2 separate regions of the Mus musculus genome follow, and region 2 is linked to region 1. A link is a contact called in public Hi-C data. All regions are on one chromosome and are shown on one strand. Each heading gives the region's core, a stretch centred on a gene start, on an enhancer-like site or on the middle of the called end of the contact. The rest is flanking DNA. Distances are from core to core; before and after follow the strand shown. Region 1 holds the start of Manf (mesencephalic astrocyte-derived neurotrophic factor). Region 2 holds the start of Elp6 (elongator acetyltransferase complex subunit 6).

Region 1 (7,282 bases), core at 3,575-6,074:
CGAGGGGCCCGGCGCTGCGTTATCAAGCTGCGCCGGCCGCGACACGTGACCGCGGTGGGCGGGCCGAGAGTTTCGCTCGCTGCCTATCACGGAGCTCCGTGGCCCCGCACCACGTGACATCTTGGCAACCAGAGGAAGCGGCCTGTCTTGCGAGCTTTGGCGCCGCCGCGTGGCTGCCGGAGCCCAGGCACCCGGCTCCTGGGTCGCGCGCAGATTCCCTCTCGAGCTCGGCAGGCCGCGGCTGCGCTTTCGCTTTGTGCTCCAGGGCTTGCTTGCTACTCCGGGTCCGCCTATCTTTTTCCGCCTCGGGGCCACGCCCACCGGAGCAGGTGTGGCCGCTTGGCCCGAAGCCAAGTGTTGCGCGTCCCACTCCAACCTGCCACTAGATTGAAGAAACTCTATTTCCTTCCATGGAGTTTTCTGATTAGGACCAGAGTTGGCCCCCTTGAAAATAGACACACAAGGATGCCTACACCCTGCCTAGGACCCACATCCAGGCATCTTATGCATTCGAATTCTTCAGGCACTGTCCTGATAGACACAGGTGAGACCTCCCCGGGGTCCAGGTACAGAAACTAGAATGCGTTTGCAACCTACAGACAGGCATCTTGGTGCCACTGGGTCCAAATTTCTGCTGTAGGTGTCTGGGCGGACAGGAGGCTGGGAAGGTGGGGCTGCTGAGCCAAGGGTAAAGAGCAGGTAATGCCATTATCACTTCTTGCCAAGTTGACAGACTGCTGGCCAGTGTTCTGACCACATCCAGGAGATGAGGTGAAGTACCGGCAAGAGTACTCAAAGGCCCCTAGGGCTTATGCTCTCCACAGACGGTTGCTGGATCATTGATGCATCTGTAGGATGTCGAAGAACGCACCCAGCTCTTCCCTCCTCCCATAAGCAGAAAGCAACCAGCAGGAGGAGAAAGTGCAGGAGGAACTTGGAAGAAACAGCAGAGGGCTTCATGTAAGGCCCTGCGAATGCAAAGTGAATTTGGGGACCACACAAGAAGATAGCTAAGACGAGCCTTTTGGAAAACATAACTTCTTAGCAGTTGCTCCTTTCTCATTATCTCTGGAGGCAGCAGGAGCAAAGTTTCCCCACTGAGGCACAGTTCACAAGTGCCAGCAAAGGGAGCAACTGAAAACCACAGTGCACACAACTCCCTCAGGCCTTCCACTACAACCAGCTCACACTGCTTCTTTGTAAACCGATTCCTGCCAACTTTGCCAAAAATATAGGTAAGCAAGGGTCCTTGTTCTGATGCTAGACTGGAACCCCGATGAATGAATAGTTTAAGTACCAGGCGGGGTAAAGATACGCTATGGTCTGACCACCTGTACTCAGCTCACAGTTCTCCTTCTGCATAGGCTGAGCCAAATGTAAATGTCCTTTAGACTTAACAGCAGCTCAAGAACCTTCAGCCCCTGCTACTGGACTGGATGGGGGTGGGGGTCAGGGGTCAAGTCTAACCTCACCAGGCTGAAGTATCAGACACCCAGAAGCCCAAACCCACAAGACATTGGCTGCCCAAGCTCTTAAGTCCTGTTATGGGAGTTTCAGGCCCTCAGCACTGGCAGGCTGAGGGATCTTTTCAGACTGGAAAGATAAACCAGTAATCTATAGGACAGAATACTGTGCCAGCTCAACTCTCCAAAGACAATTTTTTTTAATAAAAAAATCCCAGACAAACTTTGAAGTCCTAGAGTAAACCAGCAAAGAAGGAAGTAAATTGTCCCCACTTGGGGATGGGGAAATTGTCCCCACTCGGGGATGGGCAAGAGGGAACTGCAGAGCCAGCATCACTAGGAAAGCTCTAGGTTCACATCTCATTGTCAGGAGCCCGCTTAAAAAATAAATTACAAAATGGTTATTTGGGGAAGAGACAGATAAACTGCTTTTTCCCCTTCAGGTGCAGCAGGAATTGGGCAGACTACAGATCAGTCCGTGCGCTGGCTGCCTTGGGGGCGTATTTAGGCATCAGTTCATTTATCTTCCGGATATAGTCAGACTTTTCTGCACAGCCTTTGCACATCTCCCCCCAGTCGTCCAGGATCTTCTTCAGCTCTTTCACCCGGAGCTTCTTCAGGTCCACTGTGCTCAGGTCAATCTGCTTGTCTGCAGGGAGAGCAGGAGAGTAAATGGCTGGGCAGGAGAGGCTGCAGGCCCAACTGTGCTGCACGTCAAACCATCCTTAGGATGTCCAGCCCTACGTGCGGCCGGGAAGACAAATGCACACTGCGCCCAAGATTGAGATGACAGTCTTCACCAGGAAGGCCACCTCAGGCTGTCAGTAGCCACCATAAGACACACAGTGCAGACAGCCTATGTGGTTTAGAGAAGGAACATAGCTCCAGTTCCCCGAGGGCTTCCTACATGCCAGCACAAAGGACAGCTCCAGGCTGAGCAGAGCAGACACACCCCTAGCCTCCCCAAGAGGCACCAGAGTCAGACACTTACTCCATAACCCACGTGACCCAAACAAACCGACACCAGAACCAACCAGGATACCAAATCAAATTCACACAAGTACAAAATTCCCGAACATTAGTGCAGTAAACACTGGCATCGTTTAAACTTTATAGGAGAGGCCTAGCTCTTCTCGAGACTAGGATTCTGTGCAACCAGATGGGCTCTGCCATGGTGATGCTGTAACTGTCACGCCTGGGGTTTAGAGCCATGACTGTTGAACTCAAGTTCCCACCACATCACTTCTCTGCTCAAAAACTTCTAAAGCTCCCAAGTTTTTAGACTAAAAGCCAAATTTCCCCCCAAGGCTCTGTCCAACTTGACCTCTACGTACTCCACCACTATCTATAATCTCTATCTGCACTGCTCTATCAGATGGCCTCTGGGTCAACCCTCATCCTTCAAAGTATGTTAAGTCACCCTTTGACCTCCACCTATGTTCGATGCGCAAGTCTGTTCCCTGCAGCACAGAGAATCATCCTTTATGCTACAAACCCGCTTTTGATGACTCTTCTGGCTAGAAAGTTAAGTCCAGAAAGGGTATGCAGAGATGGTAGAAGGCACAGGGTCCGAGTCACACTCACCGTATTTTAGTTCACAGATCTGGCTGTCTTTCTTCTTCAGCTTCTCACAGATCTTTTCCACAGGGATATGGTGGGCCAGGGGCTTCGACACCTCATTGATGATCTTGGTGGCAGCATCATCTGTGGCTCCAATGTAGTAGCACTGCAGCAAAAACCAAAACAAAACAAAATGAAAGCCTTGAAAAAAATCTGCATGCATGAGAGCATGTGTCAGAGGCCAGAAGGCATCAGGTTCCCTGGAGCTGCAGTGCAGGGTGCTGTGGATGCTGGAATTGAACTCAGGTCCTCCACAAGAGCAGCACACATTCATAACCAACTCTCCAGTTCCAGACAACTGTTAGGTCACCTTGAAAACCTCTCTTTGCCAAGGCTTCGGTTTGTTAGTCTGCCCAGATCTAGCTGTCCCAGGCCCGAGGCACTTGATATATGCTCAGCTGCAGAGTTAGAGTTCCGATGAGAGACTACCATGGAAATTAAAGCTACAAGAGGCTGATGCTCCGCCAGGGTCCTTGACCTTGACTTGGCCCTGGCCATCTCGGGGCACCTAGCCAACTACTTCTGGTTCCAATCACACCAAATTCATTCTGGTCTTTGGGCACTCCCATTGCCTGAGTTGTGCTCACTCCACCTCACTGACTCCCTGTCCTCAGAGGTAGATACCCACTACTTTCTCTCTCAGCTCCCACCCACCAACTCTCCTAGCTTATTTCCTTCATGGCATCTGGCATCACTGCCTTGCAGTTGCCTGTCATTTTCTCTCCTGGTCTTACCAATATTCAGCTTATAGCAATGTTTAATAAATAGAGGATAAAAACACTTAAACCTCACATTAGTATATATACAAGTCCCATCACAAAGTGGACAGTGCCCAAGAGCCAGGGACAGGCTGGGTGGGTCACCAGCTACTTACCAACCGATTCTCTTTGCCTCTTGCTTCACGGCAAAACTTTATAAGTTCTTCTTCAATAGTGGCTGGTGAAAATGTGACATCTCTGTCTTTGAGGTCCTGGTAAAATCGTCCCAGATAAGAAATACAAACTGGAAAAGAGGGAGGAGATGGTAAGTAATTATTAGTCTCCATTTCCCCTGGAAAAAACTCTGTCAGCAGTTTTGCTAGAAGGGATTAATTTTTTTTTTTAACTCGGGTACTCAGAAGTGCACAGAGCCCTTAGGTTGCTGGGGTCCTTGTACCCAGTTGCATGCTGGGAATGAACATTACCCAAGTGACCCACACACAACCCTCTCTGCTCTTTTCAAGTTTAAGTCTAGAGTGGACACGTGTCCTTGAGGGAACTCATTGTGACCTCATAAGGGACAGATTGAAGGCTGAAGCAAATGATCAAAATGCTCCTCATTCCAAATACATCGAACCCCCAAGTGCAGCTTAGTAACCCCGAGACGGTTGCGGCCCACAGGATGCCTTCCTGTAATCGCTAAAGTGATGGGAAGACAAAAACTCCCGGGATGTGGGCTTCCGGCCAAGTTATTAACGCTACTGAACCGACGCGTTCCCTTAAATGGGTCAACGTCTCTAGGCCCGGGAAATAAGTGAGGCCCTTTCTCCAGCGGAGCCCCGGGACGGGCCGTCGCTCCCACCCTTTCGCTTTCCTTGGGTTTAGCGCCGCCAGGCCGCCCCCATCCGGTCCCCCGCACCTTCACAGTCTCCTGGCCGCAGCGCCCGGCTGTCAGGCAGCACGCTCAGGGCCAGCGCTACCGCCAGCCCGCGCGTAGCCCACATCCTCCTCAGCCGTCTCCACCACCGCCGCCGCCGCGCGAATGAACCGCACCCGGCGCGGTGTTCCGCCTAGTGGGCTGGAACAGAAACCTGAGCTTCCCATTGGTGTGCGATCCCCGCGCCCACCCATATGCTGCATCCTCATTGGTCCACGTGCCCAGGAGCCCAGACCGGCGGCTCCACGCTACCCTCCCTCATTGGCTGCTGCTGTCTGGGACCTAGACAGTTGTCGGTTGCTGATTGAGCCTGGGCGGTCCATAGGGGTGCGGAGGGAAGGTGCACGGGTCGCCATGTTGGGTTAGGGCAGCTGCTTTGGCTGCTTACCCGGAACCCTCTCAATCTATTGACTCGACCCGAATGCCGAGTCTTGGTTCCACACCCACTCCTCCCGACGCCCGGACTCGTAGAGCAGCATTTCTGGCGCCACCCTATAGCCAGTAGGATGGGCGGCGGGAGCATGGATCAGAAGCGGTTCCTTGTTTTGAACTACCACGTGGATTGCCGAGCCAATCAAGGGGAACGTCCACTTTGATTCGCCGGCTTGCTCAGACCCCGCTTTAACCTGGGTCAGACGGCAGAACCTCTTAAACGAAAGGTCTCGGCCTGCCTAGTCGTTTCCCGTCCTGGGCCTCTGAGGACCTCGCGGCAAGGCTGCGAGCAGAGGCGTTGGTCTACCTTCCAAATGGAGGCCATGGGATCTTGGGAGGTTTTGTTCTCCACTCTTGGAGACACGAGGATGGGAACTGGAGACATTACCGCCTGGACTGCCCTAATGCTAAGTGCAAGGGCTTTGGCCACTCGCCCTGGAAGGCGGAATATGGAGAGCGGCCGACTAAGTGCAGAAAAGTATCTGGAGCTAAAAGGGCTTGGAGCCCGGCGACAAGGGTTTGAGAGGGGCACTTATGCTCCCATTCAGTGAAATCAGTGGATCAATATCAGGTATTCATCTTTAATTCACATCACAGCAGTCAAGGGATGGAGGTGGGGGAGTCAGTTGCCAGATATTTACATCTAAAAGTCACATTTTTTGTTGGATTTATAACATGCTACCACAATATATACAGTAAAATGCCTCTTGGGACACTGGCACAAATTTTTTTCTTTAACTTTTCTGGTACAGGTAAGATAATTTTAAGTCAGTTTTTCTTTAGACATGAATACACAAAAGAAATGGTTAGAAGTTTTCTTGTTTTAAATAAGCACAGAATGCCAGAGGTTAAAAACACATTTATAGGGCTTATTACCAATTAGACATACTCTATACATTTTTTTGCTCAAATTCCTGTACAAATACACAGCATTCAAATAGGTATTTACAAATACGCTTTAAACAATGAAAATCAGTATTTCACAATCTTTTCAAAGGATTCTGATCTCTGACCTCCCATTTCCCTCACACTGGCTGGTTTTTCAATAAAAAGTATTCAGAATAGGTCCATTTCATCCAGTTGGGGAAAATGGAGAGAAGTAACACAAATATATTTCACTTTGCATAAAGCAAGGTCAAGGAACTTAACCCTACATTCCCCTCCCTACCTCCTGTGCCATCAAGTGGAGAAAGGAGATGTCTGCATGTGATGACTGGCTGCCTCCGTGGACTGAGGTTCAGACGTGCCTGGAAACAAACCTAAAGCTGCCCTACCTAAGAATCACATCCCAAGCTAGACTTGACCCTCATACCTGTGAACCCAGACGGTCCAGAAACAAGCTTACCAGTGAGTCTGGGCTCAGGAACAGGTGTGTGTGCCCTTGGTGCTGGGGCTATTGGATTGGCCTACCTACATCCTCAACAGTCTCCACTCTGCCTGAATGATCCTGAGGGTATCAGAAAGCCCTACACTGTTGGTACCTGGGCCCCAACATACTGTGAACGGAAATGGGCCTTCTTTCTTTTCCTATAGGTTATTTGCTGACAGTTCTATTAAACTTGTTTCTAAGAGAAAAACACTGTGACCATGGGTTTTTCTGTTTGGAAAGAATTGTGGAGAAGGGATAAGCAGCTGGGGCCAGAACTTGGCCATAGCAGGCCAGAAGGCCAACTAGTTAAGGGAACAGGGGAGCAACATACCTGCTCATCAAGGAGAAGGCAGTTTTATGGCCATCACTGATGGGAATGTAAGCAAATAAAAGGAAAACAATTGCCTCAAGACAAGTTATTTTAAAAAGTAACTTAGAAGCACCCTGGTGAAATATTACCATACCCCCACCATAATACCAAGAGTAACGTCAGTGCCCTGACATGAAAGAATTCCCTATAAAGTCACCACTGTGCCCTACTTAACAGACTGGGGAGGTTTGAAAAACTGCCCTTCTGCCTGTCCTGAACCCTGAGTGGTGGGCAGTCCCTATGGGTTTGGAGTGGAGGGCTCAGTACTTGGCTGCTTGGAAGATAACAGTTTTACCTGTGTGGCTCTCTGCCTCCAAAAGGAGAAGTTTCCTCCCACCATTTATTTATTTATATATTTTTAAACCCAGGAGCTTGCTGAACCTGACCACACAT
Region 2 (6,910 bases), core at 508-3,007, 3.4 Mb after region 1:
TCTTGCTTTTCTCTACAGTACCTACAGAGATCGGGTGCAGTTGTATTTCCTTTTATTCCTTTCTAATTATGCCTTTTGAGTTTATAATTATACCATCCCCCTTCCCGTTTCTCCCTCCATATCCCTCTCCTGGCTCTCTTTCACATTCATGGCCGATTTTTTTTCATTGTTTTTACATAACTGTATGTTTCTGTATATAACCTCTGTATATTTCATTATTTCATTTACTTGTTTATTTGTTGTGTTTTTGTTTTGTTTTGTTTTTGTTTTTCTGTATAGATCTGGCTGTCCTAGAATTTGATCTGTAGATCAGGCTGGTCTCGAATTCAGAGATCTGACTGCTTCTGTTTCTTTTTTTTTTTTTAAAGATTTATTTATTATTATATGTAAGTACACTGTAGCTGTCTTCAGACACACCAGAAGAGGGAGTCAGATCTTGTTATAGATGGTTGTGAGCCACCATGTGGTTGCTGGGATTTGAACTCTGGACCTTCAGAAGAGCAGTCGGGTGCTCTTACCCACTGAGCCATCTCACCAGCCCTGCTTCTGTTTCTTAAGTGCTGAAATTAAAGGTATGTGCCACCACCACTAGCTTATATTTCTTTCTTCCTCTTCTTCCTCCTCCTCCTCTTTTTTGTTTGTTTGCTTGCTTGTTTTTTCGAGATGGGGTTTCTGTGTTCGCCTGGCTAGCCTGGATTCACTTTGTAGACCAGGATGGCCTCATACTGCCAGAGATCTGCCTGCCTCTGCCTCCTGAACACTAGGATTAAAGGTGTGCCCCATAACGCCCAGTTCCATTATTTTTATTTTTTAGAGGTAGTTTCACAAAGCTCAGACTTGCTGGCAACCCTCCTGCCTAAGCCTCCTGACAGCTGAGATCACAGATGTTGGCAGCATGCTTTTTATGTTGTTTTTGATGCTAGGAAAGAACTCTTCAACTGACCTGTATCCCTCTGACTTTTCTTTTTTGTTCTTTTATTGTTTTAGCAGAAGGCCGAGGAGGGCCTTGCTTATTTAAAATAAAACTATGCATACGTTTTGATGGTATGTATAGGTGCACCACTTCTATGCTTGGTACCCTTGGAGGCCAGAAGAGGCTATCAGATTCCCTGGGACTGTAGTTACAGAGGGTTATAAGTTGCCAAGTGGATAATGAGAATCAAATTAGGGTCCTCTAAAATCTTCTGAGTCCCCTTAAATTTTTTTGTGTATATTGTGTGTGCATGTGCTGCAGAGCCCAGAAGAGGGCGTCGGGTCCCCTGGAGCTGGAGTTACAAGTAGAGCAACCCAATGTGGGTGGTCTTCAGAGGGAGGAAGAAGAGCGTTTATTCCCTGAGCCATCTCTTTGGCCTCCTGGCTTCTGCTTTATACAAAAAGCTCTTCAGGATGTAATTCTGTGCTAGTAAGGTTTGTTCTCTCTTTTTGCGAAGATCCTGCAAACATTTCTCTATGTGTTCCATGTATCTAGCCCAAGTTTGTGAGCAATACACTAGGAAGACGTGGAGCAACTAAGACCCGGAGGTGCGGAGGGAGGGGGAGCAACGGAAAGAGAAAGCTCGCCTGCTCGTGCTAAATCGTGAGGGAGCACCAGCACTGTGTGGACCCGCACCTACTGAGAGCAGCACAATGGTCCATTGCCCGAATGAGAGATCGCTCTAAGGCTCAGCTTTACGAGCATACGTGCTCACGCGCTTGCGCAGCAGCAGCAGCAGCATCACAACCCCAAGCCTGATTGGCTGACTCGAGTCCGGCAGCGAGATCACGCATGCGCGCTTTCTCGCGCTCGCGAGCACGGTCTTGTGGGTGCTGTTCTTGGACCTTCATTCTTTCTGTAGAACCATAATTTTTATCCCAGTTCACGATGTTTCCGGAACTCAACAACCTTCTCAGCACCACCCCAGACAAGACCGAGCAGGTAAGATGTCGTGCGGACCGGAAGAGGGCAGGTCCCGGGAGCGTGCAGGATTGCATCCGGGACGCTGCGCGGTGGAGTAGGCGCGTCTGCCGTAAACCGAGGGCATCTGGGAGTTGTAGTCTGGAGAGGGCTCGCCGAGGCTGCAGTCGCATTCCTGGGCCTTTGGAAGATGGGTTTCTGGACTATCTTGCGTGTTCGCTTCCAGCCCCAGGACCATGTGCTCCGTGCCACACTGGCGCCCAAAGATGGTTGCAGAGCAGGCCCTAGAGGAGATCCTTTTATCTGTCCTGAATCTCCTTCCACCATGGAACATTTTACAGGTTGCACGGAACACTGCTTGCACTCTTCCTAGTTCTGATGATATCTGGTTGCAAAAAGGCCTCAGCATATTCCATCCCCTCTGTTTTTCCCAACCTCCTCACTCTCCATGGAACCTCGAAATGTCTTTCACATTTTCACTTAGGGGTTACCTCTCCCAGGAGTATATCTGTTTTATTCTGTAATTTGCAGCAAACACACCACATATGGAAAGCTTTAAATAGATCTTGTGGATTTTGGTTGTTTGGTTGCTTATTTGTTTTTTTTGTTTTTTGAGACAGGGTTTCTCTGTGTAGCTCTGGCTGTCCTGGAACTCACTCTGTAGACCAGGCTAGGCCTTGAACTCAAGAAATCTGCCTGTCTCTGCCTCCCAAGTGCTGGGATCAAAGGCGTGTGCCACCACTGCCCTGCGATCCTTCTGGGTTTTATTTGCCTAACAGTTCTTGACTGTTCAGACCTCCAGTTCTGACTACTTTTCTAGTTGCTAGGGCATTTCCCAGGTCCAGAGTGACAGCAGGAAGTGACCACTTTGGGTGGGAAATGTGTTTCAAGGCCAGGCAGTGTGATTTGGCATTTTATATTGGGGGGAGGGAGGAGAGGGACACAGCTGAAACCCAGAGGCATTGGACAGGTTTTCCCTAGGTTGGTACAGCATTGAGGTGGTGTGTGACAGCCCTTGGTCCCAATGTTGTCTGTTACTTACAGAACTACAGCAGGTAGTTAGGCAATGCAGAGACCATCTTCATAGGGCTTTCCAGCGATTGCTGTGATAAGAGTCCCGTCTGAACCACAGTCACTGGGAGATCTTTGTCATCAGAGGCCTTGTCAAGAATTGGGCCAGGGGATAGAACAGTGGATATAGGGCTTGGCACCAAGTATAGAAGTGGAATTTGGGTTCCAAGAACCCACGTCAAAGCCAGGTAGGCAAGAGGACACCTGTCATCCCAGCACTAAAGAGGCAGAGGTGGGATCCCTGGGGCAAGCTGGCTGGCTGCATTAGTTCAGATTGCCTAGTCATTAAGATTCCCTACCTTGATAAATTGGAAAGAATGGAAAGCGGCTGAAGAAGACACCCAGCCCCGACTTCAAGTCTCCCTACATGTGTGCCTGCACACACATGTCCATGCACATGCAGACACAGATACCACAACCACAAACCCAAAACTAAAACCGTTTTTTTTTTTTCCCCTCCCCATTCACTGTTACAGACACAGACGCCAGGGAGCATCTTAGGGCCTAAGACACTACTTAAAACATCGTACAATTAGGTGTGTGGTGGCAGGGGCAACAACAGGCAGATCTCTGTGAGTTCTAGGCCAGCCTAGAACAGCCTGTAGGGTGAGTTCCTGCCTCAAAACAAACAGAACAAAATAACTCTGTTTCAAGATGGTCTGACTTGAGCATATCAGGCTGGTATTTTTTTGTTCCTTTGTTTTTGCTTTTGTTTCTTATGTCTGTGTAGCCATGCTGGCTTGAAACTCACGGTGTAGACTAGACTAGTCTCGGGCTCACAGAGTCCCGCCACCCTCTGTCTCTCAGGTGCTGAAAGGAACCACAGTCTGCTTAGTCTGGCCTTTGTCTCACAACCCTGTTGCCCCAGCCTTCCAAGTTCTGCATGGGAGACCTTTTCTGAAGGCCCGTTCTACTCACTGGAAACCAGAGATAAAGGACAAAGGCAGGCTTTCTTTTAATCTAATTCTCCTTAAGACTGGTTCCTGAGTTACTAAGCCAAGCAGTGACAACAAAATATCTCTCTCTCTCTCTCTCTCTCTCTCTCTCTCTCTGCCAGTAACATCAGTTTAGTACCTTGAGGAGGCAATTATAGTCTGGTCAGCGCAGAGCCAGCCCTTACAGGTCACTGGGTTCCAGAAGGGTCTGGTGAAATCTCTACATCCTCTTCTGGGGTGCTAGCCAAAGTCTCTTCCAGGTGACCAATGGTTTTCTCCAACTTTGCTGCAGATGTTTCAGCAAACAGCTGGGGTCTCAGCCTCCTTCAGCTCTTCCTCCAAAGCTTTAATCTCTTCTTGGTGCTCGCCCTCCTTGGTGGAATGTTCCTCTGGGGCTATCAGCCTCAGAGGGCCTGCTCCATGGTTCGAAACTCCTCCTCCAGCGGCCTGGCTTGCCTCCCAGCCGCCTCAGCTCTCCTGAGGGCTCCAGCTCTCCTTCCAGGGTCACCAGCTTCCTGGCCACCTCATGTGTGCAGCCGGGGACCTCTGTGTTGGACTTTGGCCCCCTTCAGCTGAACCCCCCGCCTCTCCTATCTTTTCTTCATCTTTCGTAGTCCAGCTTTCAATGTCCTTCCTCTCTTGCTCTCATCACATGCTTTCCCGGTCTCTTCAAGCTTTTGCAGGGCTGTAGCTGGGCACTGCTGCCGCCTGACTCCTCCTCTAGAAGCTGAGCAGTGCTTCAGGAAGGCCACATCTGCTTCATCCTCAGTGGCCTTCTCAGCCTGCTCCGGTTTCTCCTGGGCGTTCTTCACAGACATTTCCCACCTCACCTTCTGTCTCTTTTTGCTTTTTCTAGAGGGCAACATCTGTTGCTCTCATCCAGCTGCCTGGATCAGTCCTTGGCTTACTTGTGGGCCTCCGCCTGCTCAGTGAGGTGATGGTATTGTCCTTGTCCAGTTTCAGCATCTGCATCTTCTTTTGGATGGCACCCTTGTTGGGCGGGCAGGCCGTGAAGTAAACTGGGCTGGTTGCGAGCAACGAACACATGGGCCACCGAACACATGGGCTCTTCCCTACTTTTGACTTAAGAGGCTTAGCTGTGCGTGCCCATTGTGTTTAACAGGGCTCACAACTTTACTCCCTCATGACTCTAATTATCGGTTTTCTTATTTTTTAACAACTTGGTTTTTAATTTTTTTTTTTAAGATTTATTTATTGATTATATGTAAGTACACTGTAGCTGTCTTCAGACACTCCAGAAGAGGGAGTCAGATCTTGTTATGGATGGTTGTGAGCCACCATGTGGTTGCTGGGATTTGAACTCCTGACCTTCGGAAGAACAGTCGGGTGCTCTTACCCACTGAGCCATCTCACCAGCCCGGTTTTTAATTTTTAATTATGTATAGCTATGTTTGTCTGAATATGAATGCAGGTGTCTGAAGAGGTTAGAGATTTTGTTGCATCTTTCTGGATGCTATAGAGCTATAAGCAGTGTGAGCTGCCTGAAGCAAATGCAGTCCCCTGCAAGAGTAGATTATACTCTTAGCTTGTAAGTCGTCTTGGTAATGTGTAAGAGTCACCCAAGTGGTACTGGTTTTGAAGGCATGAAGGAGTTGAGCCGAGCAGCTGAGGCTTGGCACTGTGAGAGGCCATGGAAGGCCATTGGTGAAAGTGCAGCCTCAGTTGCAATTGATGGCCCAGGACTGAAGGGGTCATGCAGTGTTTTGGAGATGCCAGTACCATGAGATGACCACCAAGAGCAGCAGCAGCAGTGGAGTACAGGCATCTGGAGCCTAGAGGATGACGTGTGTGCTACAAAGGGCATGGCTGGAGAAGTGACCCAAGCCCTTGGAGGAGCCCAGAAGATCGTGAGTTGGATCCCAGACATTGGACGGTTGGAGATTGACTTTTGCTTTTGATTGTGACTATGCCCTGATATTTTTCCCTCTTGAAGGAAGAAACTGTTTTAGTGGAGCCCACAGTTAAGAGACTTTTAATTGTAAAAAGACTTTGGATTTTAAAAGAGATGGATATTTTAAAGAGATTGAAAATTTAAGAATATGTAAAGACTTTTAATTGTCATGTGTATGCATGTGTTCCCACATTTGTGTGTGTGAATGTAGTTGCACACATGCCCAGGTGTGTGTGTGGTAGTCATTTCTCTTGTTTTGAGACTGTTGTTCACTGCGTACACTAGCTGGCCATGGAACTTGTAAAGATTCCATCTTTGCCTCCTGTCCCTGCGTAGGTTCTTAGCTTACTTACTTACTTACTTACTTACTCACTGCTGGGTCTGACTTTACTTGAGTTCTGGGGATTCAAACTCAGGCCCTCATTATTGCACAGCGAGTGATTTATCCACCAAGCCATCTCCTCTGCTCTGACGTTTATTCACTTTTGGGTTAACTTAGTATGTATGTCATTATTTTGTCTTTTTTTTTTTTTTCCAGAGTTGAGGACCGAACCCAGGGCCTTGCGCTTGCTAGGCAAGCGCTCTACCACTGAGCTAAATCCCCAACCAGGGTTTCTTTGTATGGCCCTGGCTGTCCTGGAACTCACTTTGTAGACCAGGCTGGCTTTGAACTCAGAAATCCGTCTGCCTCTGCCTCCTGAGTGCTGGGATTAAAGGTGTGCGCCACCACGCCTGGCGTATGTAGGTCATTAATAAACAGCTGTTCAAGTGTCGAAATGTCCATAACTGACTAGCTTTCTCTGATGGGGCTCAGCCCTAACTTACCTTGTACTCTTCTCTACTTTCAGGGGACGCTGACTCTCCTCTGTGACGCTAAGACAGATGGCAGCTTCCTTGTGCACCACTTCCTTTCCTTCTACCTGAAAGGTATGTGACTCCCTGGTGCTGTAGAGAAGGATCCCCAGGTCTGCAGAGATGGCTCTGTGGTTTGGAGCACCAGGTACTCTCTCAGAGGACTCAGGTTTAATTCCCAGCACCCACGTGGTGGCTCACAACCATCTGTAACTTCAAAATAAAACAAAAATCAGTAATTATCTA

The links. Hi-C and Micro-C count contacts between places; a contact is called where the count stands out from the background.
Region 2: a contact with region 1 is called in a Hi-C map of CD4 T cells, with 8 times the contacts expected there. The contact joins the promoter of Elp6 here to the promoter of Manf in region 1. A contact is called at or near these places in 1 of 484 Hi-C or Micro-C datasets (CD4 T cells) and 1 of 115 datasets of contacts at active chromatin or transcription factors (embryonic stem cells).

What each region holds. Positions count from the first base shown.
Region 1 is chr9:106,887,114-106,894,395 of GRCm38.p6, forward strand. It overlaps Manf (mesencephalic astrocyte-derived neurotrophic factor), which reads right to left and starts at 4,825. Exons shown (of 4, transcript NM_029103.4): 1 at 4,701-4,825; 2 at 3,958-4,085; 3 at 3,048-3,189; 4 at 1,640-2,112. The coding sequence starts at 4,785. The coding sequence ends at 1,928. It overlaps Dock3 (dedicator of cyto-kinesis 3), which reads right to left. Exons shown (of 53, transcript NM_153413.2): 53 at 5,712-7,282.
Region 2 is chr9:110,303,435-110,310,344 of GRCm38.p6, forward strand. Elp6 (elongator acetyltransferase complex subunit 6) reads left to right here and starts at 1,758. Exons shown (of 7, transcript NM_001081381.1): 1 at 1,758-1,915; 2 at 6,661-6,739. The coding sequence starts at 1,862. It also overlaps the pseudogene Gm35575.